Linked DNA regions of Mus musculus: all the other regions are linked to region 3. The links are chromatin contacts, called in public HiChIP or PLAC-seq maps. All regions are on one chromosome and are shown on one strand. Each heading gives the region's core, a stretch centred on a gene start, on an enhancer-like site or on the middle of the called end of the contact. The rest is flanking DNA. Distances are from core to core; before and after follow the strand shown.

Region 1 (2,700 bases), core at 61-2,560, 54 kb after region 3:
AATCAGGGGTCATGAACGTGAGAAGGCACATCAGGGGACACAGGGAGGACGGAAATGGGATACAGTATCTACATATGAAATTCCCAAAAGAAGAAACATCAAAGTTGTAAGAGGCAAGTGTGGCTGTGTGACCACAGCCTTGTAGGGCTCATGTGAAGATGAGAGGAATTCTGGGCCTTTCTAGCCTAGCGTCAGGGAGTTAGAGTTGGGAATCCTAGCAAAAGTGCTAAAGCAAAACAACAGACTCTCCTCCTGCTTCTCGCCACACTTCTGCACATGCACACTCCTCCATCTTTTCCCAGCACCACCACATGCATGCATACAAACAACACAGAGACTGGCTCTCAGCCTGAAAGAACATATTTGCTTCCAGCTCACAACCATTCTCATGCATACATCAGTGGCCAAAAGGAAGTTCTGGGAAGAAATACAGTAAGCATCATGAGCCAGTAATAAAAAAGGAAACTAAATTAACCGAAAAGTGCTCAATCTTACCATATCTGGGAGTTAAGGAGTAAAACAACTCTGAGAAATGAGACACTTTTTCAGCCTGTTAAAATGAGCAAAACCGGCTGGAGAGATGGCTCAGCAGTTAAGAGCACTGGCTGCTCTTCCAGAGGTCCTGAGTTCAAATCCCAGCAACCACATGGTGGCTCACAACCATCCATAATGAGATCTGATGCCCTCTTCTGAGGTGTCTGAAGACAGCTACAGTGTACTTACATATAATAAAGAAATAAATCCTCTTAAAAAAAATGAGCAAAACCCTTACAGGCTGGATGAAAACCAGAAGAAGGGGGGTACATGTGTGTGTGCATGCGTGCGTGTGTGTGCATGTGTCACTTGTTACAGCTCAAAAGTCACTCTTGGTAAACAGTCTGAGCAAAGTGGGAACAAAAGGACTCTGCAAAAGGCTGCCTATCTCCACCCAGCTTACAGCTAGTATTAAATAGAGTGTTTAGTGTCTTCTCTCTGAGGCTGCACATATACCACAAGTGCGCCTGTCCCTTCCACTCTGCTGAACCCTCTGAATTGGCTATTTATTCTCATTTAGTACAGCCTTAACTCTTCCGGCTGTACTTTCTGTAAAGAACACTTTGTGTGAGCGCCAGAACTTTTGGATGAAGTGTGTGTGATTTACTCGTGAAGCAATCGTTGAGGTCTATGGGGACAGCAGGGTGTCCTGTGTGGCAGCGATTTGGGTGAGTAGAATCACACAGCAGGGGGTGGCTCTTCTGGACCTGAGCAGGCAAACGGAAGGGGCTTCCAACTGGAGACCAAGGACAACATATGGGCTGGGGAGGAGCGTGCTGGACCACAGCCCTGGAGTCCACCATCTGCACTTCACCACGTCACCCCCACCCCTTACCCCTGCAGTGAGGGTGCATGACCTTTGACCTGCTCTTGGGTTCTGACTAGTTCAGTCACTTCATCTTCACCCCCTTAAGATGCATAAGATGTGGCAGCTCATGACGCCCCCCTACCCCCCAGTGTAACCCTAGATTCAAAGATTTCGCCTGGGGGGATGGGATGGGAGGGGTGGGGTGTTTACTCACCATAACCCATTAACAAGGCTGAGCCCAAAATCATGATACCAGCTTGTAAGCTCTCAACGTAAGCCACAGTGGCCAGGCCACCTGAAGAGGAAGGAAAAAAAGAAAAGCCACAAGTACTTCCTGCTCATAGCAACCTCTCAGTTGCCTATGCGGTATGTCCTGCCCCCCACCCCATCTCCTTTCAGATTCCTTACAGATTTGCATCTGCTAAATCTAGCTCATCCCTCTCCCCCTCCCCTCCTTTCTTCCCTCCCTCTTTCCCTCCCTCTTTCCCTCCCTCTTTCCCTCCCATAATTCCTGGGCTTTGGGGGGATTTTTTTTTTTTTTCAGTTTTGCCAACTTTGGTGAACCAATAAAACTCCCACTAAAAGCAATGGGATAAATTCTGAGGGTGCTAACGCGATACAGTTTTTCAGAAATCTCACTGTTCTGTGCCTACACGTACATTTTTGTAGTGTAATAAGAGAGCAGTTGTGGGCAGTTCCCGAGTTAATGTGCCACTCGCTCGCCCGTTTGTTTCAGGTGTGTTTGTCTTGATTCACTAACGGTTCCTTCTTTTCCGTGTCCACATGATGTTATCCATCCCCAGACAGCAACAGCAACAGAAGACACATCGAAGCGGTAGAATAGTTACACTTTCTATGTCCCAATTTTCTTTTGCTCTCCATGGTTTTTAAATAAATAAAAAAATAAACTCTGACCAGTTTCCTAATCAAACATGTATATCTTTGATCCCAGAGACTCAGTCTGGAAGCGCCGGCCCTGGAGTCTACCCCCTCAATAGCACCTTCCCTCAGTCCCTGCCCACTGTCCTGGAACTCACTCTGTAGATGAGGCTGGCCTCGAACTCAGAAATCCGCCTGCCTCTGCCTCCTGAGTGCTGGGATTAAAGGAGTACGCCTCCACACCCCGCCCCTGCCCACTTTTAACAACCCTAACTTGTCTCCAAGCATCACCGCTAGGAAGAAAAAGCCAATTTAGACTCCTTGCCACTACTGGGAAACTTGCTGACCACTTTCTCTCCCTGATTCTCTCTCCTTGACCTCTGGTCACACTGTGTAGAATAAAAATGGCTGTTGAGAGCTTCTACCCTAGGCAGAGGCTGCAGATGTGAGATTTGCCTTTATATATATATATATAGCAT
Region 2 (2,700 bases), core at 97-2,596, 35 kb before region 3:
TTTTCCGAAGGTCCTAAGTTCAAATCCCAGCAACCACATGGTGGCTCACAACCATCCATAATGAGGTCTGACACCCTTTTCTGGAGTGTCTGAAGGCAGCTACAATGTACTTACATGTAATAAATAAATAAATCTTTAAAGAAATATATGATAACCAGAATAACACAGTGGGATTTCTAATTCTTCCATGGCCAGTCATGTTGCATTGTTCTGGGATAGTTTATTCATTTAATCACTGTATATATGGATATAGGTATGTGTGTATGCATATATGTGTGTATTTCTACTTATATAGTATATATTTATACATATATATGTATATATATTATAGGAATATATTAGAATTTACTGTTCATGGGCATCTGACTGCAGTATTTCTGTCTGTTGGCTTGTATGAACATGAAATTCTATCAGGGAGGTTGGGAGATTGGGATGTGTATGCATTTCATTTTAATTAATATTAGAGAATATTCATTAGTCTCAATTTAAAAGAAATATGAAAAGCGATTTTGAAAGAAGAGACAATATGACTTTTGCAAAAATTAATGGTAAGAATAACTCTGAATGAACTGATGAAATAGCAGGCGTGTCATTTCTCCCTTACACTGTATAGCCATGTGGGTCTCCCGTGGTGAAAGCAGATCTCTCCATCTGCGTGGGCTGGCGGGTGAGCCTTGTTCTGAAGCCATTAGGAAACTGGAATCTCTCATTCTCCACAGATTGCACACTGAGCAAACTGGGTGTTGGTGCTCAGTTCGTCCAAGGTGGAGACACTCTCCGTCTGGCACATGAGTGCAGTGTCTATGGAGAGCAACGTTGGAAGAGCTTTAACAAGTTTACATTCACATTGGCTGCAGGGGGAATGGAGTGTGTGTCTAATGGAGTGTGTGTCTAATGGACTGTGTGTATTGTGCTTTTGCAGCAAGAGCAACAATAAGTAACACATTAACCACCTGGCATACAAACTCTAAAATGCCCCTAGTTCCAGGTCTTGACTCTTTACAATTGAAGTGTGTGTGTGTGTGTGTGTGTGAGAGAGAGAGAGAGAGAGAAAGAGAGAGAGACAGAGACAGAGACAGAGAGACAGAGACAGAGAGAGACTTCCGGCCTGGAGAGGGTGGAGATAGGGTACAGAGTAGGACTCTGGCATGGCTTTAAAGTCTGAGTGTCTCCGGACATTCTAGCTCTTTAACTATACGGAAGTGCTGAAGATAACTTCTGGAAAGCCCTCAAAACAAAACAAAACAAAACAAAACAAAAAAACCTTTCTTGCTCTTTCAAAGGGTAAACCGCTGCTGGCCTGGGCGATTAACACCTGTAGCCTAACAGCTGAGGATTAAGCAATGCAGCCTTTGTTCTGTCTCAGCAGGAACTAGCTGCTCTAGCTTTCAGCCTGCTAGTCAGAAGGCACAGGAAGGAAAAGGAACAGTTTGAAAAGTGATTATAGTGTTTTCTACTAAGTTGTAAAATGCTTTCTATGAAAGCTATCTAAGAAAACGGGAAAGCAGAAAGATCCTAAGGAAGACCAGGGAAAAATTCTTTTTCTTGTCTCTTTTTTTTCTCAGTACTTATACATCTTTCAGAATACACGATCACATGTTACAAAGTTCATCACAAGTTCACACAAAAAGTCAAATCATAAATTGAAATAGAAGTTTACAACAGCGAATGTGTGCATGCATATTCATTAGGAGTAATTATCTGGCTAAACATCCATCACCTGTCAGAGCTCCACAGGTTCACTGGAGGTTTAAAACCATAACTAAATTGTTAGTGAAGTTTTGTCTAGATAAGCCCAGTCAATATTTTATCTTTTCTCTAGTTGCATATGTAGCAGAGGATGGCCTAGTTGGCCATCAATGGGATTAGAGGCCCTTGGTCTTGCGAAAATTATATACCCCAGTACAGGGGAATGCCAGGGCCAGGAAGCGGGAGTGGGTGGGTTGGGGAGCACGGCCAGGGGAGGGTATAGGAGACTTTTGGGGTAGCATTTAAAATGTAAATGAAGAAAATATCTAATAAAAAAAGAAAGAAAATATGAAAGTAGAAAAATAGTAATAAATGAAACTTTAAACTAAAAAAAAAACATTATCTTTTGTCCTGCACCTATAGTAAATCATTAGTTCCCTTTTTATGACCTTTGGTTAATTCTTTTACAACCTCTTAGAATGAATGTGCTCTGAGTAGGAGAAAGTCTGGTTACTAAGAGCAATTAACTGGTGGGAAACTGACAGAGTTCTCATTGCAGCTTCGACTATCAGAAAAGGATCTAATAGCAGTCCCATTGTAAAAGAGCTTAATAATCACTAATTTTAGGAATTCTTTGTTTTGGGGGGGTTGTTTTGTTTTGTTTAGAGACAGGGTTTCTCTGTGTAGCCCTGGCTGTCCTGGAACTCACTTTGTAGACCAGGCTGGCCTCGAACTCAGAAATCTGCCTGCCTCTGCTTCCCAAGTGCTGGAATTAAAGGCATGTGCCACCACCGCCTGGCTAATTTTAGGAATTCTTATAGGATCATCATTAAGATTTAAGAAGCCAGAAAAAAAAAAAAAGACTTAAGAAGTCATCTATTTGTCTACATAGCATCACTACAAGATAGTACATTTTTGTGGCTCTGCAGAGATCTGCTCAAAAGGGTGGGATAATACCTACTGATTGTTATATATGTTTAATAACAGGGAAAGCATATTAATAGCAGGAAT
Region 3 (2,700 bases), core at 174-2,673:
CCTGGTCTACAAAGTGAGTTCCAGGATAGCCAGGGCTATACAGAGAAACCCTGTCTCGAAAAACAAAAACAAAAACAAAACAAAAAAGTTCCAAAATTCTACTTGTCCTGAACTTATCTTACCATTGTGATTTCCGCAGGAAATTCCAAAACACTAATTTTTGTTCCTTTGTCTGTTTTCAAGACAGGGTAGCTTTGGCTGTCCTGTTACTACCGCTGTAGACCAGGTTGCCCTCAAACTCATAGAGATTCGCCTGCCTCTGCCTTCTGCTATCACCCATGGTAATGATTTTTTTTTTTTTTTTTATCAAATCACAGCAGCAAACAGAAGTCAGAAAATGAGGTAGACCTTTTCTCTTACCGCAGATATACGCTGTAACTTTTAATAGCTTCAGAGAGTCCAAGAGCTGCAAGTCACATACTTGGGGTAAATCAGACAGACAGAGAACCTCTTAAGATTTAGTTACATTTTACGTGTTAAAAGATTTTACTCCATTTCACTACCTACCAGTTATTTCATGCTTATTTTCCGTTTTGTTAGCTCTGATACGAAAGAAACAGCCGTCTGTCTCCTCTTAACCAAGTACTGGGTGCGAGGTCATCACAACCGGTTTGTGTAGTACTAGGCAAGCAAGCACTCCACCAACTAAGCTACTCCCTCAACCCTGTCGTCTGTGTGGTTATTATAAGCACCTTATACGCTACCTTCCAACACCATAGCCCAGTAAACAAAACAACACAACCCACCGAGCACTGCTCAAAGCAAAACTAGCTAGCTAGGAGCCCCGAGAGCTGCACTGGGGCTCAAAGGGGGCACAAAGCCAACAAAATAAACAAGATATTGCTGTATGGGAAGGGGAGGGGCGCAGAAAAATGGCTTTTTAAAGCCTCCAAGGGCCTGCAGATCTCCAAACTGGGAGTGGGACTTAATCTACAAACCCGGATTTCGTCTGTACCTACTTTTTTGAATGGGTCTCAACGAAGTGGTCCTCCCTCCTCCTTCCCTAGTGGCAGAGCTTCGAGGCAGGCGTCGGAGAGCCCAGTAGCGAGGTCTGCAGCCTCCAGGACTTTAGGTGAGGGGCCCTCGGCGATGGGAATGGCATTTAAGGGGTGCAGGCCCAGCCCCAGGACTGGGGGGTTCGTGGGAGAGGGAGGCTGCCAGGAAGGGGTCTCTGGGCTCCCGGCCTAGCCACGCTCGCTTCCCCGGGACTCGCAGAAGGCCCTCACCCGGCGTCCCCTCCCGGTCGCTCCCGCAGAGGTCACCAGCACCACGCCCCTGTCCTTACCTCCCGGCAGGCGTACCTGAGCCTCCCCCGGACGCCCCGGCCCGCGAGGCGCTGCGCGGGAAGCCCCGCACCACGACCTCCAGGGCCCCGCCGCTCCAACACCAAAGCCCCGGCCGGCGCGCACTAGCCCACGGCGACCTGTGATTGGCTGCCAAGGGTGGACGCGAGGTCAGCCGCGCGGCGTAGCGCCGATCTGATTGGTTCCTCAAGGCCCCTGGGCGCGTTCTCTCACTCGGGCGCCCCTAGTGACTGCCGCGGGCGGAGGGACTGAGCTGGGACGATCAGGCAGTGGTGATGCCCACCCCTGAAATCTTGGACCTGCGAGATTTGGGAACCCAAAGCCAGGCCTTTCGTCCATTCCAGCATTCCCTCGGGGGTGGGGATAGGGTGGGGTGGGAGCGGGGGCTGAGGCAGGAGGATTGCTAGTTAAACGTGGCTGCTTAGGGAGAGGAGGTAGGAGTGGGGGTGGGAAGGGTGGGAGGGGCATAGATAAGAGAGAAAGAAGGAAAAAAAAAATGGAGCTTCAGCTAGCCTGGGCCCAGGGCCAGAGATGGTTCCCAGTCCTTTAGGAAACTGTTTGCCCACCTGTATTACAGCTATGACAGCTCCTCTCAAGTGTGTAGCTTTTGCATAAGCACACAAGCTTGCCCCTTGCACTTAGAAAACGACCTAGCTACTGAATTTGAAACAACCTTAAAGCTGCCTCTGGGACAAATCCAAATCAGCCGGCTGTTTTTATCAGGAAGGAAACTCAGAACAGATGTCCCAGGTTCGGTTTGTTTGTTTTGTGTTTGTTGTTTGAAAAACATCAGAAAGCGGGGCAGCTGTGGTGGTGCACCCACTTGGGAGGCAGAGGCAGGCGGATTTCTGAGTTCAAGGTCAGCCTGGTCTACAGAGTGAGTTCCAGGGCAGCCAGGGATATACTGTAAGACCCTGTCTCAAAGAAACCTAAAAATAAAAAAAAAAATTAAAAAATAAAAACCATCAAAAGATGAATGCCTTTTTGGAGCATGCGCAAATTACATGAAATTCGAATTTCAGTTTTCAGTTTTGAAACACAACATGCTCATTCTTTTTTTTTCTTTTTCTTTTCTTTTCTTTTCTTTTCTTTTTTTTTCTTTTTTTTTTTTTTTTTTTTTTTTTTTGGGTCTTTCGAGACAGGGTTTCTCTCTGTATAGCGCTGGCTGTCCTGGAACTCAGAAATCCGCTTGCCTCTGCCTCCCAAGTGCTGGGATTAAAGGCATGCACCACCACGCCCGGCTCATTCTTTTCCTTCTTGCCTGTGCTTGTTTTTTGTTTGTTTGTTTGTTTGTTTTTGTTTTTTGGGGTTTTTTTTGTTTGTTTTTTTGGTTTTTTTTGGTTTTTTTTTTTTGGTTTTTCGAGACAGGGTTTCTCTGTATAGCTCTGGCTGTCCT

Evidence for each region. HiChIP or PLAC-seq counts read pairs in DNA pulled down with a chosen protein or histone mark.
Region 1: a contact with region 3 is called in a CTCF HiChIP or PLAC-seq map of CD8 T cells, with 11 read pairs. The contact joins the enhancer-like site here to the promoter of Zfp280b in region 3. A contact is called at or near these places in 1 of 39 promoter capture datasets (hippocampal neurons), 4 of 15 datasets of contacts at CTCF or cohesin (CD8 T cells, embryonic stem cells, large pre-B cells and 1 more), 6 of 484 Hi-C or Micro-C datasets (B cells, embryonic stem cells, pre-B cells and 1 more), 6 of 115 datasets of contacts at active chromatin or transcription factors (the 230-238 cell line, the SCID.adh cell line, embryonic stem cells and 1 more) and 2 of 9 other capture datasets (liver and pancreatic islet).
Region 2: a contact with region 3 is called in an H3K4me3 HiChIP or PLAC-seq map of the SCID.adh cell line, with 10 read pairs. The contact joins the enhancer-like site here to the promoter of Zfp280b in region 3. A contact is called at or near these places in 1 of 484 Hi-C or Micro-C datasets (Th1 cells), 6 of 115 datasets of contacts at active chromatin or transcription factors (the SCID.adh cell line, embryonic forebrain, embryonic stem cells and 2 more) and 1 of 9 other capture datasets (pancreatic islet).

Annotation. Positions count from the first base shown.
Region 1 is chr10:75,977,246-75,979,945 of GRCm38.p6, reverse strand. Gm5134 (predicted gene 5134) reads right to left here. Exons shown (of 14, transcript NM_198635.3): 6 at 1,557-1,637. Among named protein-coding and RNA genes, the nearest start is that of Gm40698, 24 kb to the right of the region's middle. Within about 2 kb of position 1,310, at least 28 of the 459 cell types and tissues checked have an H3K27ac peak or open chromatin away from gene starts, as enhancers often do. A contact at or near this core is called in CD8 T cells, the SCID.adh cell line, pro-B cells and 1 more, where this site is marked.
Region 2 is chr10:76,066,502-76,069,201 of GRCm38.p6, reverse strand. The region is part of intron 11 of Slc5a4b (solute carrier family 5 (neutral amino acid transporters, system A), member 4b); the gene reads left to right. Among named protein-coding and RNA genes, the nearest start is that of Gm16222, 11 kb to the left of the region's middle. Within about 2 kb of position 1,346, at least 31 of the 459 cell types and tissues checked have an H3K27ac peak or open chromatin away from gene starts, as enhancers often do. A contact at or near this core is called in the SCID.adh cell line, where this site is marked.
Region 3 is chr10:76,031,335-76,034,034 of GRCm38.p6, reverse strand. It overlaps Zfp280b (zinc finger protein 280B), which reads right to left and starts at 1,423. Exons shown (of 2, transcript NM_177475.3): 1 at 1,286-1,423.